Linked DNA regions of Zea mays: region 2 is linked to region 1. A link is a contact called in public Hi-C data. All regions are on one chromosome and are shown on one strand. Each heading gives the region's core, a stretch centred on a gene start, on an enhancer-like site or on the middle of the called end of the contact. The rest is flanking DNA. Distances are from core to core; before and after follow the strand shown.

Region 1 (3,817 bases), core at 109-2,608:
CCTACTCTTACCAGGGGCGAAGCCAGCATTTGAGATTGAGAGGGACAAATTAGATTGAGGGGGCTGTTAAGAGGTATTTTACATTATTTATATGGTGATTAGCTAAAAAAATTAGTAGCTTCTATGGAATTTGTAGAAGATTAGGGGGGACATTGCCCCCCTGTGCCCCTCCCTAGAATCGCCCCTGACTCTTACACAGATACAGTTTGTTCATCATTTGTATAAGTAATAAACAAATGAACCCAAAAAGAATAAACACGTAAACACACATTGTCTTTACATTGGATAAAAACAAATAACAATGCCTTGGTACCAATGATTAGGAAAGATTCTCCGGGGTTTTTTTTTCCTCCAACCAACAGTTGATTAGTCCATCTAAGGTTATTTCAGCAATATGTGCAGAAATACATATACCAACCATCGCACAAGTCATCATTCATTCTGATCTGTAATTGTTTCGCTAGCTTGAAATGAAAAATTATAGCAGATCTAGGCTTAGTCACTATTAGGGGGTGTTTGGTTTGAGGATCAACTCATCCTAGATGAGGCGGTGCATCATGAGTTCATTTCACGAATCCAATGAATCACCCCATTCTCATGCTTGTACTAACTAATTATTAGCTTGAGGGATGAGGGAGGAGGATTGGTGGAGAATCTAACAAACTCTTGAGTGAGAAAAATGATGAACCACTCCATATCTCAAACCGAGCACAACATAGGCTGTCTGGGTGAGTAGCTCTAGAGGTTCAAATATGGCCATAGATTAGAACGTCGCATATCTTTCTAACTCCAAATATGGTGCTACGACAACGCCAATAACGTCATCAACATACTGATCACGCGGTACGGCGGATCAGAACCCAACAAACAGCGTCTCTCGTCACCATAGAAATTCTCCTCCTCCTCGACCGCATCGGGGTTCTCCCCAGCTCAGATCCAAGCCTACGAGATCAAGCGCATCACCCGACACGGCGATGCACGTGCACCAAGGGACCGGGAAGCGTGAGGAACAGGGAGAAGGGAAAGAAATTCGGAGCCAGTAACGGACCAATGGGCGCAGGTGGACATGTCGGCCACAGCTGCGGCGGGATCGGAGTCGGCGGCTGCCGCTGCCATGGTGGTTCCTGATGGGCTCGCCTCGCCGTTTGGCCTGCAGCTCCCGATCAGATCGGCGAAGGGGCGCTCCCCTCTCCCGCAGTCGAGACGGCCGCCGCCGAGCAGAGACAGGCTGCGGGTGAGTCGGGGCGGAGACGCAGTCGGGGCACGGACATTAGGCGAGAAGGGGGTCGGTCAGGCGTGGCATGCTTCAGTTTTTCGCATTAACTGCTGTAGCTACTACTGGCATCGACTTTCACCTTCCCTTCTTCCGCGTGTCAAACAAGCATTTTTATAGTTTGGGACTTTATTTTCGCAAGAGAAAAAATAAAGTAATTTTTTAAATTTTTCTTTGAAAAATAAAAATTCCTTGAAAAAAATGAGATTATCAAACTAACCCTTTGGTATTTATAGGGTATTTAGTTTAAGGAATAAATTAGTTCATCATTTTCTAACTCCTCACTTTTGTTTGGTTTGCGAAATGAATGAGTTGATACATCACCACCTCATTCTTTATACTTAGTTAGTTGAGATCATCCAACTAAATTTGAGAAATAAACTCATGATGTACCATTACATATTGAATGGAGTGATTCTTCAAACCAAACACTCAATTAGACTATCTTCATTAGACTCCTTGCCTCACTCCCTACCTCACTCTCTATTTCAAACTCCACTCTACAAACAGTGTAATCTACAGTGCAAAACAGTACTTTGCACGCCCATTTACATGACATGTTGAAGATGGCCTTAGGGCATGTTTGAAAGCATCCAGTTTTAAAGAAACTGGTTTATGAAAACTGAGGTGTTCCAAACATACCAATATACATCTCAGTTTACATATTAAAAACCAAGAAACTAGCCTCTCCTAACTAAACCCAGTTTATGAAAACTAAGGTGATTCCAAACACTATAAACCCATTTTTTCGTAAGATATTTTCTAAAAAAATTAGAGATAAAAACCAAATTCTTAAAAACTAGGTTGCTTTCAAACAGGTCTTAATTTATCTGCTTTTGATGACTTTTTTATTGAATCTATAATAATTTTACTATTTGAGCAACACACAATAAAAATAGAGGTTGGTGAAAGAAAGTACCACGTAATTATATATATGGTCTTTCTTTACCCAAAGAGGGCGGTATTTGTTTAACTACTACATGTTTGGAAGCACCCTGATTAGATCTAACGTCTCTAGTTATCTGGTTATATATGTGCACATGATACATATATTAATCATCATCATCTATCTAGATATAAGGTTTCTAGTTGTATCTAGTTGTTTGGTATATTTTGCTAAAGACACCCTTCCACGTGGTGAGAGTGTAGTGGTGGAAGATGTTATTTATAAATTACAATGATCAAGCAGAGATATTAGATCTAAGATAAATAATGATGATTTAATATATGCACCATGTACAATAATCTTTCATGCACTGGATATATATCATCTTCATACATATATCACCCCTACAGCTCTGCATATGTTATGTCTAAATCCTCTAGCTCTCTCAGAGCAACTCCAACAAAGATCCAAACTGAGTCGTATCTTAAAATACAGGGGACCAGAAAATAGTCTCCAACATTGCAGTAAATTCATATAAGACTTCACTCTTACGTTGTTTGGCGCTTGATTTTTCTGTGCTAGCCCGTTTGGTTATTGATAAATAGATGTTTAAGGCCTGATTGTTGGCAGATAATATGTTAGGGTCCTAAAACAAATCAAATCAGGTCAAAAACAATATTTAGGACTCAAATATAGGTCTCTTTTTTGGAGTTGCTCTCCGGACTCCGGAGGAGTCAGAGATAAAAATAGGAACGAGCAATATCTATTTTATTTAATTGTGCTAATCAAGATTTAAAACTCAAAGATATCTGACTGACACCATATATTAAATTATATGTATCAATTAAACTTAAATTGATGGAGAGAGATGTGGAATCCACTTATTCTAATGGTCACATCCGTGCATTGACTAGCACTAGCTCAAGGCCTCAAGTATTTTCTGTACAGTGACCTGGCAATCGCCAAAGCATCACCCGTGGCCTTCACGGCGTACACCTCCTTTCCGGACTGCCACTCGTTGGAATACGAGATCCAGTCCTTCCTCCACTCCTCCAGCTGGAAGCTCCGGTTCTCTTGCAGGCTCCTCGTTAAGTAGGCGAAGTACTTTGACGCCCTTGGAAGGTAGTAGCTCTTCAGCAGCCCGCTCCAAAACTTATTGGCTGGTGATTTGGTGTTTACGGAGAACAACATTAGTAACGCAAAGCTGAAACCATACAGCTAAACAACTAAAGAAACTGTTCCATTGTACTAGCCATTACCGTAGTCATGCAGTTTACTCTGCTCGGTCTCCGTGTTGTCATACCACATCGTCACCTGTGTTCTGGCGTTCCACTCGTACTGGTGAAAAAGTTCAGTCCAGTCCTCAATAGCAGAAAAAGGGGGATTGGTATATCTAGGATCCAGATGTTGGGGGAAGAAGAATGCATGTGTAGCATACCTGCTGGCGTTCCTTTTCAGTTATAGCAAGGCTTTTTGCACTTTCCAGCCAGGGGCCCAGCAGAAAGTTATCATCAGCAGCTAGTAACGTATCGATATCCACGATGATCTCAAGAAATTTCCTCGCGTGAGCATTCAGGCCATGTGAATCTTTCTTTTGGTACAAACTTATCGCGTCAAGGTAAACTTCATTCGCTAGTTTGGATAGGCACTGCCTAGTT
Region 2 (3,751 bases), core at 183-2,682, 400 kb before region 1:
TGTCTGCGAACGCCGGCGCCGTCGTGTTCCACCCGTCCCTGTTCGATGGAGAACAAGCTTCTGAGTTGTCGTAGACCGCCGGGTACAGAGAAGGGTAAATCTATCAGCTTTTAAACTCTGTTAAATTTGTTTTTTATTTCTGTTAAATAATCAAATGGTATTTAAGTGTGGGTGTTTCAGTTGATAATGGCACTTGGACGAAACCCTTATATTTGATGGTAATTTGGCGAAACCCAATTCTTATAATGGTATAATTGAGTTGTGATGGATAAGATTTGAGTGACATCGACATCTTAAATATCCAACTTTGAATATACAGATATGAATATAAATCAGATACGGATCGAAAACTGAATATCCAAATTCGAATAAGGATCGAATCTTATCCCTCTTAGACAGATCGAATTCTATTACAGACGAATAATATATATACCATTTACATCCATATTTATTTGTTTTCATTGATCAATCTTCACAAATATTGACTGGCCTCCATCTTACTTTTAAAGGAAAAAGAGTAAAATATACCACATGTAGAACAATAATATGTATGATGGATGTAGATATAGATCATATATAACTTGTAAAATGATTAAGACATAATTTTAACCTATGGTGCATTCGAGACACCGAGATTTAATCAGATTAGAGGAAGTAAATATAGTGTCCAAGTGCTAGCAGTAAATTTGTCTCCACTAGATCATGCATATGAGATGGGAATGGAGGTAGGATACGTAAACGGTAAATCGCTGGAGACAAACTAACTCCAAAAACTCTCATAGCAGACCCTAAAGCTCCTTCAAAAATTGGCGTGACTTAAAAAAACTGGCTTATCAACTTGCCACACACACACGTGGTCTCCTCATGCTCCTAATTGCCATAAACTCGTTCCCTACTTCCCTAGTGCATCAAAATACCATCTCCACGCCCCCTGCTGCCACGACTTCATCCGAAGGGTAAAAAGACTTTGCTTCTGTATTAGCAGGCGCTTGACCGTGGCATGTCCAATTGTAGCTGTTGATTGTTGGCTCTATCCTTAGCCGATCATGTCTAGTCCAACGCTACTTCGAGTGACGGATGTAGGGGTGGGGTTCTAGCTCTCCCACTGTTCCGAGTCCATTTATGTGACCCATCTGAGATTTTTGGAAATGGCAGACAGTAACAGCCTATCGGGGAGTGCTGTGCCTGTGATTCGTCTTTCTTTTTCATTTGAAGAATTTGTGTTTTGCTCACATATATATGATGACACAACCGATGGTCGCCGCCGCCGCACACGGACGGACAGGCCCAGCACAGCCCGGAAACTGCCTTGCGGCGACACGTTTTCCTGTCCGGCCCAGCAGCAGCAAGGAGGAAGGTTCGCTCGGTCGCTGGGCCTGGCTCCGCGTGCCGTCCCACCTATAAATGCGAGTCCTCGCCGAGTCCACTAGGGCATTGGGAGCTCACTCGCTGGTCGTTGCCTGCTGCGGATTGCCCCCAGGCGGCCCCACTCACTCCGCTGTTGATATTTCGTTTGGTTCTCCTTTCCGTCTTGTCCGTCGCCGAGGCCTTCTTCCCCTCGCTCCCCAGCTCCAGCAGGCAGATCAGATCCATCCAACCACGAACAGGAAGGTGAGCGCCGGGAACGAGCCCTCCGTCCTCCTACTAGCTGCGATCCGTAGCCTTGCGTCGCTTTCGCGCCTAGTCTAGATCGCCACGTTCTAGATCTGTGGTGTTTTACTTTCCCGGGTGCGGGTGGTCGAATCCTTCCATCCACCAGGAGAGCTCGTGGCTTGTCTTTGATTAGCTCGGTCTCCCCTGTGTCCGTGATCTGATATACGTCCGGATCTGTCTGCTGTAATCATCAGGAAGGTAGGAGGCCTGAGGGGCTGAAGTTGAACCATGAGTGCCGTCGCGGTTTCGTCGTCGCTGAACCCGAACGCGCCGCTCTTCATCCCGGCGGCGCTGCTGCAGGTGGAGGACTTCTCGCCGCAGTGGTGGGACCTCATCACCACCACCGCCTGGTTCCGCGACCACTGGTCCCGCGAGCACGCCCACCTGGACGAGATAGCCGAGCAGCTCGAGTTGGTCGCCCTCCTTGCCTACGATGAGGATGAGGACCTCTTCTACGGCGAGCAGGCCCCCGCCGCCGCCGCCCTTAAGACAGGTACGGATCTCTCTCTTACTCTTCCACCGATTTTTAGATTTGCCTAAAAGACGAATCATAGTGAGCTCACCCGCGTACGTTGGTGTGCTTTTCCTCCGCCAGATTCGGTGCTCAAGGCGCTGAACTTGGGTTCCCCGAAGAGCGGCGACGCCCCGCGGGGGTTCCGGGAGAAACCCAGGCACTCCGAGAAGCCGACCAAGTACGCCGGCAGCCCCAAGAGCAGCGCTCCTCGCGTGATCCACCAGCCTCGCTAGGTTCGCTGGCCGGCCCCTGATGGGGACTCGGTGACTCACATGGAAGGCTGCTGCCTCTCTAGCAGCATCTGCTACTGGCTGCAGCTGCCGTCGGCGTCGTGGTCTGTCTGTCAAAGTCGAAGTAAAAAAACGTGAGTAGTTGTACTACTGTAGAAGTTTCTTTTGTATAGCATGCACGTAAGAAATGACCAAAAAATATAACAAGAATGCAGCTGTTAGTTTACTGCTGCTCTCCTCGTGTGTCTAGGGTGCACTTCTGTAAGCAAACGTATATGATGTGTAATGGCAGACAGCTTAATGTTACAACTAGCTCTTCTACTGTTCTTGGTGCATGTTGCTTTCCTCCGACGAATTCACTGACTGGTCCACACTGATGTGCATGTGCGAGCAATCATTGTTCGGTGAGTTGGATGGTCTTATCTAGACAGACATGGGAGAGCCCAAGACCTTAAAATATTGTGGATAAGTTCAATCGTGCCTGACAGTCTCAATGATCCGGGCAAAGCTAATTTGTGAACAACTGATGTAAGTCACGTGTCCTTAATTACCACAGTAGCCACGATGGCATGGCAGGAAAAGAATGGTGTTACATATCCGGTAGATATGGAAGCTGACATATTGCACATATTAAATTATCATTATTCATTTTAGATATAACGTCTCTAGTTGATTATTATAATTACAAATAACACTGTCGGCGTTTCGAGACCGGGAGTCCCTCGGGCCGACAAGTGAGTGTCGCCGCGTGCCCCAGCCCAGATGGGTCGAGCGCGAGGGCGAGCGCGAAGGGGGGAGAAGCGAGACGGCCGGAGACCGGCGTGAGAGAGGTGGGAATCCCGCGGCCTTCGTGTTCGTCCCGCGCCCAGGTCGGGTGCGCTTGCAGTAGGGGGTTACAAGCGTCCACGCGGGAGAGGGAAGCGAGCGGCCCCAAGAGAGCGCCTGTCTCATCCTCGTCCCCGCGCAGCCAACCTTCTGTAAGAGGGCCCTGGACCTTCCTTTTATAGGCGTAAGGAAAGGATTCAGGTGTACAATGGGAGTGTAGCAGAGTGCTACGTGTCTAGCGGGGGAGAGCTAGCGCCTTGAGTACATGCCGTCGTGGCAGCCGGAGAGGTTTTGGCACCCAGTTGGTGTGATGTCGTGGCCGTCGGAGGAGCGATGGAGCCTGGCGGAGGGACAGCTGTCGGAGCGGTTGGGTCCTTGCTGACGTCCTCTTGCTTCCGTAAGGGGGCTGAGAGCTGCCGTCGTCACAGAGCATGCGGGACGCCATCATTGCCTATCCGGCGGAGCTAGCCAGATGGGACGCCGGTCTTGTTTCCTGTGGCCCGAGTCAGCTCGGGGTAGGGTGATGATG

What was found. Hi-C and Micro-C count contacts between places; a contact is called where the count stands out from the background.
Region 2: a Hi-C map of tassel shows a contact between it and region 1, with 2.1 times the contacts expected there. The contact joins the promoter of LOC100279412 here to the promoter of LOC100282937 in region 1. A contact is called at or near these places in 2 of 25 Hi-C or Micro-C datasets (endosperm and tassel).

What each region holds. Positions count from the first base shown.
Region 1 is chr9:134,360,612-134,364,428 of Zm-B73-REFERENCE-NAM-5.0, reverse strand. LOC100282937 (TRAF type zinc finger domain containing 1) reads right to left here and starts at 1,358. Exons shown (of 5, transcript NM_001397647.1): 1 at 1,049-1,358. The coding sequence starts at 1,116. It overlaps LOC103639124 (alpha-N-acetylglucosaminidase), which reads right to left. Exons shown (of 19, transcript NM_001328056.1): 17 at 3,598-3,817; 18 at 3,419-3,497; 19 at 2,907-3,319. The coding sequence ends at 3,081.
Region 2 is chr9:134,761,133-134,764,883 of Zm-B73-REFERENCE-NAM-5.0, reverse strand. It overlaps LOC100279412, which reads left to right and starts at 1,432. Exons shown (of 3, transcript NM_001317819.1): 1 at 1,432-1,611; 2 at 1,848-2,146; 3 at 2,249-2,718. The coding sequence starts at 1,882. The coding sequence ends at 2,400. LOC109942446 (a long non-coding RNA gene) reads right to left here and starts at 2,509. Exons shown (of 2, transcript XR_002265295.2): 1 at 2,217-2,509; 2 at 1-60.